Regions from separate parts of the Mus musculus genome. Here region 2 is linked to region 1. Evidence: chromatin contacts called from public Hi-C data. All regions are on one chromosome and are shown on one strand. The core of a region is the stretch at or near the end of the contact, and the rest is flanking DNA. Distances in the headings are between cores, read along the strand shown. Region 1 has its middle 44 kb from the start of Cd36. Region 2 has its middle 73 kb from the start of Gnat3.

Evidence for each region. Hi-C and Micro-C count contacts between places; a contact is called where the count stands out from the background.
Region 2: a Hi-C map of bone marrow-derived macrophages shows a contact between it and region 1, with 26 read pairs. The contact joins two enhancer-like sites. A contact is called at or near these places in 9 of 39 promoter capture datasets (the 3T3-L1 cell line, 3T3-L1-derived adipocytes, the C10 cell line and 4 more), 5 of 484 Hi-C or Micro-C datasets (bone marrow-derived macrophages, conventional type 1 dendritic cells, liver and 1 more) and 5 of 9 other capture datasets (adipose tissue, bone marrow-derived macrophages, liver and 2 more).

The regions. Positions count from the first base shown.
Region 1 is chr5:17,877,210-17,882,541 of GRCm38.p6, reverse strand. It overlaps a transcript of Cd36 not described here. Among named protein-coding and RNA genes, the nearest start is that of Cd36, 44 kb to the right of the region's middle. Within about 2 kb of position 2,446, at least 28 of the 459 cell types and tissues checked have an H3K27ac peak or open chromatin away from gene starts, as enhancers often do. A contact at or near this core is called in bone marrow-derived macrophages, where this site is marked.
Region 2 is chr5:18,033,235-18,038,566 of GRCm38.p6, reverse strand. No RefSeq gene overlaps it. Among named protein-coding and RNA genes, the nearest start is that of Gnat3, 73 kb to the right of the region's middle. Within about 2 kb of position 2,531, at least 34 of the 459 cell types and tissues checked have an H3K27ac peak or open chromatin away from gene starts, as enhancers often do. A contact at or near this core is called in bone marrow-derived macrophages, where this site is marked.

The DNA.
Region 1 (5,332 bases), core at 1,197-3,696:
AGTTAATATATATATATATATATATACATTATAGATAATATTGTTTTATATATATATATATTTATATATATATATATATATATATATATATATATATATAATGATTATACCAGTGACTTTCATGTATTAATTAATTTAACAGCCTAAGTACAATTTTTACACTAAATTAAAAGTACTAAATATTAATACTATTTTAAATGATTAAGCAGAAAGATCAAAAGATTGAGTCAGGATTCTTCATCTAGAAAACATGTACTAACTCAAAAAACTCAAACAGTACTAACCAAATGTTTTCTTCAGTGCCAGTGGTACCTCCTTTAATTTTGATACTTAGTCCTCAAACCTGGGATAGTTCCCCCAACTAGCTAAATGTGTGCATGGTCCAGCTACCAATTTCATTGTCATGGTGATCCATGACTTGTCCATGTTTCTGAAACCTTTCCCAATATCTCCTTTCTACACCCACGTGCTAAGTCAGCTCTACATTTCCTTCCTAGTTTCTTTAGCAGCTTACTCTGGTCTTACCACCAACTGGTTCTGTTCAATGGCTGTTCTGTTCTTTGACTTAAATATAATAGAATGAAAATTTACTGAAGGAAATTTGCAGCACTAGATGCTATTACATGGCCCAAGATATTTTTAAAGCCCATTTTCTTAGTGATTCATACATTATACTAAAACCTTACCAAAACCACGCCACTCCACCCTATACTTGGGCTTGCCTTCTGCAGTCCTCAAGTATGTCATGGCTCCTTCCACTACCTGTGCCACAGCACCTCCTTCTGCTCTCTCTGGCATTCACTCTCAACACCTGGGAGTGTCTGTCACATTCTAACTCAATCAATGGTTTAGGACTATGTCCTTCAGATGACTTGTGATCTACTTGGGGAGGATCCCAGGCTTGTGCTTATTTGTATCCAAAATAAAGTCCAGAATCATGTGAATGAGGTCTCTAATTTCTGTAACCACAGTACTGGGACGGCTGAGACAGGCAGATCATCATGAAGTTTGAGTGTAAACAACAGAGGAAATTGTATCTTTAAAAAATAATAGTTGAGGGACTGGAGAGATGAGTCACTGGTTGCCCTTCCAGAGGACCAGGGCTTAATTGCCAGCATCTACATGGCTGCTCACAACTGTCTTGTTACTCCAATTTCAGGGGATCCAGTGCCCTATTCTGGCCTGCCTGGGCACCACACACATACTGTGCAGCATATTTACAGGCAAAACACTCATACACATTAAACGAAAAATAAACAATATTATTTTAGAAAAAGAAAATAAAAAGTAAATTCCAAGCAACGTGAGGACTGTAAAGTTCAAATATATTCTGCCAATTTATACCAGAAACAACTTAAAAGGCAGGATAAAAGCCTCAGAACCAGAAAATGCAAATAAGATCAAACAGGTTTGACACACTCTTTGTCTGTGTGCTTGGTGTTAATCTGACAGTGAGGAGAGACATATCAGAATATGGTTTGGGTTGCAGGCATGACTGGCCAGCAGGTGCTTGCTATGTAGGCAAAGGGTTGAGGGCAAGATAAGATTAGGGAAGGACATGCATCATACAGGGAGTGCCGTGCTCAGAGTCTGAGTTAATTTTAAATCTTTCCAGGCTACTAGGGATTGGAAAACAAATATAGGGCACAAGGCAGTGAAAAAATGCAGCTTGCTCTGACAGTGGAGTAAACCAGGCTAGGCTTAGAATATTATTTCTCAAAAACCGGTAGTAGACACTGGAGTACTGAACTTGGCACTCTTGATGCCTGCTTTAAAATAATTGTCATAATTATAATGTAACAATTATTATCACTGTTGCTTTAAAAAAAACCCAGAAATTTGTGCCTTGTTTACTGAGACACAGATTATTTAAGATTTTAACTTCCTCTCTATATTGTGTCTGTCTATTTCTTCTTTAAATGCTATTCAAAAATCATGAGTTTGCTTGTTACTAGATAGAAGAATGTTTTGTTCTCAAACCATATTATACTCTTCTGATGGACATTTCTATAATAACAACATCATAACATTGTGGCCAGGGTTTTTCCTTTGAGTGATATCTTGCTCATATAGATGAACAGTTCCTGGCCTTCTTTTGAAATAGAACTATGAAAAAGCTCTAAGGTGCTGCATGACTCCTGAGTAGGTAGCCTCTATCCCAGTGACCTCCTGGTGATTTCCCGATGACTTCTTAACACTACTCTTCCTCTTAGCCCAGAGTTTCTCCTTCTTAGAAGGTACATTTAGATTTCTTGAAAATTCTCAAAGGTTATGCTTCCAAACATACAGAGCATTGGGAGTTCCTCATACTTAGGTTCCTATTAACACTGTCTCTGCTGACTGCCAGAAAACATCTGTGGTTGAAGATGTTAATTATTACAAGGAGGTAACATATAGTATGTCAAAGTGACAGTGACTCAGTAAGCACTTGTGTTGAGCAATTTTTCCATCACTGAAAAAAAGAAATAGCTGAGTATAACAAGTTAAAGGGGAAATGATGTCATTAGATGCTGTAGAAGTTCCATTATTTCTGGACTTGCAGTGAATCAGAGCATTATAGCAGAGCAGCATGGGGTGGTACCCAAAGGGGCGGGAAAGGGGAAGAATTTGTAAGCATGGGACTAGGAAGAGAGGAGAAATGGGGTTCTCAATCAGGATGTAAAGTGAATTTTAACAAAGTTAATTTGCTAGAGCAAATGTGGAGAGAAAGAGCATAGGAAAAGGGGCAAAGGAAACCAGTTCCCTGCTTTTTACTAATTCTGCCTTCTAAATTTTCTATACCTTTATAATATCCCTTTGAATTATGAATGCATGAATGGACTAATCCATTCATGAATTTATGGCCTTCATGTCTTAAACAGCTCTCAGTTGTCCCAGTTGGAACACTGATTCATAAGACAATGTTTTCAGCATATGGAATTTTTGGTTCCATTAACATCCAAACAATAACAGAAACTCTAAAATTTTTAAAAAATTGGATGGAATTTAATTACAGTTGGTAAATTAGGGAAGGAATATAAAGTTGGGGAGCTGAAGTTGATGGTGAGATAAGACAATTTTAATCTCTCTAGGCAGAGGAGAGACTAGAATGATGCTAAAGATGTAATTGACAAGGAAGCAGTTGTCACAGTGTGTGGAAAAAGTCGTGGTTTCTGTGGCTTAGATGTTCATAATTTCCCTGTGTTCACATATGATTATAGAGTGGTTTTCTTTAGTATTTATTCATTATGATCTCAGAGAGGTATTATCTAAAGAAGAACATGAAAGCCTAGTTATGAATGCCAAACAGTGTCTATTGGTAGGACTAGGTCAGCTCTCACGAGTTGGCTGTTTTCCACAACACCCTGCAAACTTACATTATAAAGGCTGTATAAAAAACACCATTTCTACACAAGTTTGGAATAAGATTCTAAGAAAGTTCCTCTTGTAATTTCCTCTCTAGCTCATAAGATAGAGAAAACACACTGGATATTTCAATAGAAAATGTCGTTGTTTTGCTACGAGTGTGATTGTTAAGAGGCATGAAAGATGATCAACCTTTTGTATTCTATCAAAAGCTATTTTGATTAAACTTCACAGTTTGCCTTTTTTTTTTTGATGATGACATCTAAACAAATAAAATGTTCATTCTTTCTATTCAAGGACTATCCTCTCCCAGGGTGGATGTTCATTGTTGCTGCTTTCAAGTCAGACATATGACTATTTCATAAAACCTAAAATAACCATTTATTGAATACAATACTGTGTTGTGATCTTAAAATATTACATTTTTATTATAACTTCAAAAAATTAAAATGTGATTGCATCCTTTCCTCTTTCCCTTTCCTCTTTCCCTTTCCTCTTTCCTGTGCCCCTCATTTCCTCTTTCTCTAAGTTCTCCTTCCGCCTTTAATGCTCTCTCAAATTCATGCTTTCTTTTTGGTTATCTTTATTGTCTCACACACATTTCCATAATTATATAAATAAACCTTATAACTCCTCCTAGAGTCTCATATGTGTGCGTGTGCTCATGCGTGCACATGTTTTGGGCATGCCATGTATAGAATAAATACTTTGAAATATTAAAGCTGCTCAGGCCATAGGTTTATTTATATCCAATACAACCCATAATTGCCCTTTTAATGCTTTACTCTGATTGTTACAATATTAAACTAACGAATCATGTGTTGACCATTGAGTTGATATTTTGTTAGTAGCAATATAAAATGTGCATTACAAATAAACATAAAGTTGTATTAGTGATTTGGGGACATATTACTCTTCGAGTCCTTTTCTTCAGCATCAGATTTACATATGGTTATTATTATTTGTATACATCTACTGATTAACATTGTTGTCTGCAATGTTATTACAATGAAAAATGCAAACTTTCCTGGTGGTCAAAGGCTATTCTGTATGCCTAGTTTTGCAATAGAGAGTCACTTGAACTGGAAAAAAAATACAAATTTTCTTTATGCAATTAACTCTATGGTTGAGTTTTTAAATACCTTAAATATATTAACATAACTATGTAAATTTCTTTGCTTATGTCTACTCTTCATTTCGCCAGTGTCTTAACAGCTTTTTCCTTCAATCATTATAGAAGTTTTCAACTGTAAATTTGGCCTGGTCATTTCCTGGAGAATCTCCTTGTCTTGCACTTTGTTTGGCTGCTTTCATTCTCCTATATCTCTCCCTCTTTCATCCTATATACTTAAATAATCATGATACATTTTTGTATTGTATACCCTTTCTCTAATAAGATGGTCTAAACACTTGCTATGAAGCCAGAAGTCTATGTAATATCATTCACTGCTTCCCCTTTGAGAGGTTGTAGAGGTTTGAATCTGTTTCCAGATCCCAGATGATGTAAAAAAGAATGGTGGATATCCCTTGCTTATTGGTCTCTGGCCTTGGGAAGGCACTTTGTCTCTTGACTTTTTCTCCCAACTCTTACCTCTTCTATCTTCCACTCAAGACCCCCCACTTGACCTTATATTTATATTAAGTTATATTTGAGACACTAAACTACTATTCTACAACACACTGAAGTTAAGCTTTTTGTAGCTAAATATATCACTGTTATACAAACTGAGAAAATGGAAGAATTAGGGTTCTATTCATGTCATAACACTAACTGAAGCCTTAAAGTCACCTTTTATTATCTCCGCTGCCATTCAGAACTGCTCCGCCAACAAGCAGAGCTGCTGGTGTACAGTAAGTACTAAGATCGCTGTTTTGACCTTTAGTGGTTTATCATCTGCCTTTACTGAGACTGTTGCTTGATTTCTTATCTGGTTTCCACTGCCTCTTTTTTCTCTACCCTGCCTGTTATGTCTCAAAGTATCCTCAG
Region 2 (5,332 bases), core at 1,282-3,781, 160 kb before region 1:
TTCAGCTCAGGGCCACTGAGAGCATGGGCACAATGAATTGAGGGCACGGTAATTTCCCAGGACTGGAGGGAAGTGCCCCCATCATACCGTAACTTCCTTAAAAGATGTCTCTGTCCATAGAGGGGTAAAAAGAAAAGTAAATTCTTTCTTTCTCAGAGAAAGTTTTGATTTTTATCACTCCTGATATTATATTTCCAAACACTTTCAAGACAAGGGTGGTTTGGGGACAGGGTGAATCTAAATACTTGGATGCACAAAAAGTTGCAAGTGTGTGGAGAATCATCTTCCAGACAAGTGACAGTGGCAGCAAGCTTCTATGTCTAAAAGGGGCAGATGTTAGAAATCCAAGGATTGTATCTGGGATGTACCATGAAAATATATACTAGACTCTGTCGCTGAGACTTTAGGAGGGCAGGTTATAGACCTGTGAACATGGGGGGGGGTGTACAGGCTAATTCAGGTGATGCTGAGGCTGTTGCTAATGTTTAGATAATTCAAGACAGAGCTAAGCATTTGTACAGGAGGTAAGGCAAAGAAAAGAGAAAGAAAAAGCAACAACATTCTCAAAAGAAGAGAAAGCAGAGAACATTTAGAGGAGTTTTAGAGAAAGTTGGCTGGAAGGCACATCCTTTTTGCAAAAGAAGAAGAAAAAACACAAACAAAACCTAAAAAATACTTCCAAGTGTAATAATTCTGCCAGGTTCAGCCACCTTTATTATCACCACCAGCACATTCAACCTGTCAGAAGCAGTTTACTTTTGAATGATAGAAAGCGAGGCACTCAGCAATGTTAAAGGTAAGAAGGCTGTCGAATAGCTTGCAATGGAGAACACCCACCATGTCAAGTGGGACTGTTAGCATATGGTCCCAGTTCACAGTTCTCAACCTAAATGAATATATGCATCAGCATACAACCACAGGCAGCTCATAGACAAGAAGGCCTTAGAGCTCTGTCCTGGACTAGCATCTTCAATGACTAAGGGGTAACTGGAGGCATAAAAGGTCAAAGGTTTAGATTTACTGTTCTTGTTGTTGTAGTTACTGTTCTTCTTGTTGTTAGTTTGTATGTTTTTGCACACATGTGCCACAGTGCATATGTAGAGGTCACAGGACACGTTGCAGGAATTGTTTGTTCCTTCCTGTCTTGTTGAGGCAGGACCTCTTGTTGTTTTTGCAGTTGTGGTTCTGTCAGGCCATGTGGCCTGCCAACTCCTGCCTGAGTCTCCTCTGCCTCCCATTCTTCTAGTGACCCACCAGCATTACAAATACCTGTCCTTGTGTCTGGCTTTTCAAGTGGGTTCTGAGGAGCAAATTAGGTCATAATCTTTGTGGACCCATTCCTTTTACCCTTTGAGCCTTTCCCCAGCCTCAGGAACTTTTGTGTGTATGTGTGTGTGTGTGTGTGTGTGTGTGTGTGTGTGTGTCTGTATCTATGTGTCTGTGTGTATGTGAATGTGTGTATGTGTGTGTGCACATGTGTGAGTGTGTGTGTATGTGTATGTGCAGATTTACTTAATTTAAGAAAAACATATTAAAAGAGTTATTCACAGGAACATAAAATAAAGAAAATAAATAAGGAAATAATATCCCGTGGGCTTTAGAGGCATCTAAATCTCTCTTTCACTAGCTGTGCCCCACTCCTGGCTCTATTAGCTTTCCCTTGATATAATAAAAAGGAACCATAACTGAAATAAGAATGGTGCCTTACCGTTTCTAAGCTCAGTGACTGAAGTATTGGCTATTATATGTTCTGTGTCTCACAGGTCTGAAATCAAGGCTGCAAACCACGCATCATTGTTATTCAAGGCTTAGTGTCACCTTTCAAATAGCTACTAGTTTTTTTGTTGTTTGTTTTTTGTTATTTTGTCTTTTTGGTTTTTGGTTTTTTAGGTTTTTGGTTTTTCCTTCTTTTTTTGTTACAAGGACAAGCTTACTGTGTAGGCCTTTGGTCCTCCCTCAGACTTCCTGGTGCTGGAATTAGAGGCACAGAGCACCGCACTGACTCAGCGGTTTTGGAGAGGACTCTGTCTCTAGTTGCCACTGAGTTCGTGTCCTCTGACTCCAGTTGCTCACGCACGTCAACTATTTACTCTACTTTAGCTGTGCTTTCTTTGCCTTCTTTCAAGGCCTCCTTTTTATCTTACTTCCTCAAGTTCAAGGCTGACATGCCCCAGTGTGGATTTCTGCTATCCTGTATGCTTGTCTCAGAGCTTCGTGATGACGTGCTCGCTTCCTTCCCACCTCCCTTCTCCGTCTGGTTCTCATGGGTGTGTGGCTCCCTTTGCAGTCTCTCCACAATTCATGCACATTTTGTTTTTATTTTTAGCTTTTATTTTCTGTTTGTTCTTTCACATCGTTAGTTGTTATCAGCATATCCTCTAGCTCAGAGTCCTTCTTCAGGCGTATCTAATCTACTAGATCTAGTTTTTATCTGCAGTGGGTTCTTTTTTTTTTTTACTTGTTTCTAGAATTTCCATGTTTCTGCTTACGCTGCCCATCTGTTTTTACATCCTGTCTACTTTTTACAGCGTGTGACTCATAGGGCTTTTTTTTTTCCTGTCCTAGCCTGATGATTGGGATACCTCTGCAGTGCTTAAACCTGTTTCTCTGGCTCATTCGTCAAACCCTTTGACTATGGTTTTTTTGTTGGCTTCTTTGTTTTGTCCACTTTTCAATATTCTTTCTAATGTGCTCTTCATGGCTGGACATGATGTACTACTGGCTAAAAGGCGAAGCCTTTAGTAATGTGCTAGTAAGACGTGAGCAGAGAGTAGGGGAGAGAATGTTAGGAATGCTTGTTTTCTTTTCCCAAGGAGAATCTGAAAAAAAAAAAACACACACAAAACAAAACAAAACACAAAACAACACAACACAAAGCTCCAGTGGTTAGTTTTCAGGAACATGTCTTGATAAGAAGAGGCTCAAGTGAATTTTCAAAATCATTCTTTTCCCTCCTATGTTACAGAAGGACAGAAGGTGTCTCCCCAATATTCACAATGAAAGCACACAGAATTGTGGAGATTCCCTTGTGACGAGGACTCCTGGAGTGCTTGAGTGTCAGATGTGTCTCCTGGAGCCGTCAGACTTTAGTCAGCTTAGCTAGGGGTTTCATGCCTAGGGCTGCTTTCTGCCTAAGGCTTCTCCCTCACCCTTCGCTGTGACAAATGAGATTCTTTGTATTTGTCTAATTCTCTCATTTGTGACTGAACACTTCAGAAATACTTCCATATGTGAGCTTATCATGTTGATTAAATCTACTTCTTACTGACTCTCCTCTGACTCTTACTGTACCCCCATCCAGTATCATGTGCTCATTTTGAGCCCACCAAGTCCACTTAGTACTGCCAGTCTGTGATGGGTACAGGACCATCCACTGGAACATGAGCACAACTAGTCAATGAATAGAGTATAAGGAACTATGGAGTGCTTAGCCCTAAATGGTACATCTGCATCACATTCCACCTCTTCATGGACTGAGGATCATTGCTGAAGAAGGGGACAGAGAGGTTCTAAGGCCCGGGAATAGTGGAGAGCTGTTGTGAAACTGTTTCCCACTTGCACACACAAGACCGAAACAAGAACAAGCTAGCCCAAATTCCAGTGAGGATTAGAATAGACTCCACAGCTAAGTAAATATTAGCAACTGATGGCTGGGCTGCTACGAAAGGAAGATTAAGTGTTCTTCAGGGATGTGTCTCCAAGTAAGTTCTGTTTTATCTGCGCTATAGTATTAGTTTACGACCTTGGGCAATTCTTTTAGCCCACACTTTTCCTTTCTAGTCTTTGTTTGTTATTTCAACTGCCTATCTTTGGTTTAGACATCTCTGCATTCCAGAAATTTACATTGTCTACCTGGCTTTACTGAGGTGACCCAAGGCCCCTCAAATGGAGCATGTTCAAAATGCCATCCTGTAACCTCTTCTTCTCAAACTTGGGCCTCGTCTGTCACTCCCAGTCTTAGCACTTAACAAGCTTCTCTGACATCTCTTCACTACCCAGTCCTCTCAGTATCTTATAGATGAGCTAACCATCATGTACGTGGGACTGTCATCAGGACTGTGTCACACTTTCTGTGCCTTTTATCTATCTTTAATGACCTGACTCAAGTAATTACAATAACTATGGCCCATTTTCATTAGCTTTCCACTCACGTGTACAATATAGTCTCTTTCCTTTTGCTCATTTTTCTACACAACCAAGTGGGTGGTTAAAGGAGATCTTCTAAAATTTCAAACCAAATCATCCCAGACTATGACGAAACATTTGTTTATAAAATAAAATGTAAAACCTTGTCTGCATCTTAAAATACTGTGCATCATCTCATCCGATCCTTTTGATCTGAATTCACAGTTCCCTTCCCTGGTGACTTCTGGTTTTTCTATACCTCAATGGTTTTTTCACCTCAGAGGATTTGAACATGTAACTATGTCTTACTCCCTTCCTCTCATCATTACATCTTCAATCACAGTTCAAGCTTAGTTTTCTAGAGGAAGCCTGTCGGATGCCTCACACTAAATAATGAACTACAGTATACATTTTTATTGAATCTATTATTGTGCTTATAACATCTGCATTTTGTATTTATTTCTAACATTTTTTTATAATTGCTTTCTTCTCCATATCCTGGGAGTTTTAGCAAGGTATAATTTGTGACTTACTTTTCTCTGGACTTTTTATCCTCCTCATTGAACACAGTATTTACCTGGTGGCAGATGAAGTATACACATTGAACAAATAAATACACAAATGAATGATAAAATGTGCTGAAATTCAAAATAAAATTTTATTTTATAATTCCTCATGAAATATGCACCTTGTAATAATGTCCCATCCTGCCTGCACTAAACAATTAGTATTTTGAAATACATACTCACATTTATTCATTCCTGATTTCTCAAGGACCAAAATGTAAATATACTTACTCTCTGGTTTATATATGAGTAACCTGTAAGGATATATAAGTAAATATCAATAAAACTGCACAAATCATTGTATTATTTAGATGTTAAAAAGGCACCCCTTTATTATGGAATCACAAAAAAAAATCTTGTGGTTTTTAGAGCAAAAAATTCAAATTGGAAGCCATGAGCTTTCATTTTTAACCCTTGTCTTAGTGCTAGAAAGGTAAAGTTCACCAGCGCCAGCTTAATGACTTAATAACTTTATATCTGCAACGGAGGGAAGATCAAATGGATGGCATTGTCTATCCATGATTTAAGAAATGAAGCCTTCTGTCTTCTTCCAGTATTTCTTCCTTCCCATATGTGTCTATTTTTAGTCATACAGCCTGAAATAAAAATCAGTTTAATCTCTAATAGACTTAGAAACCTTG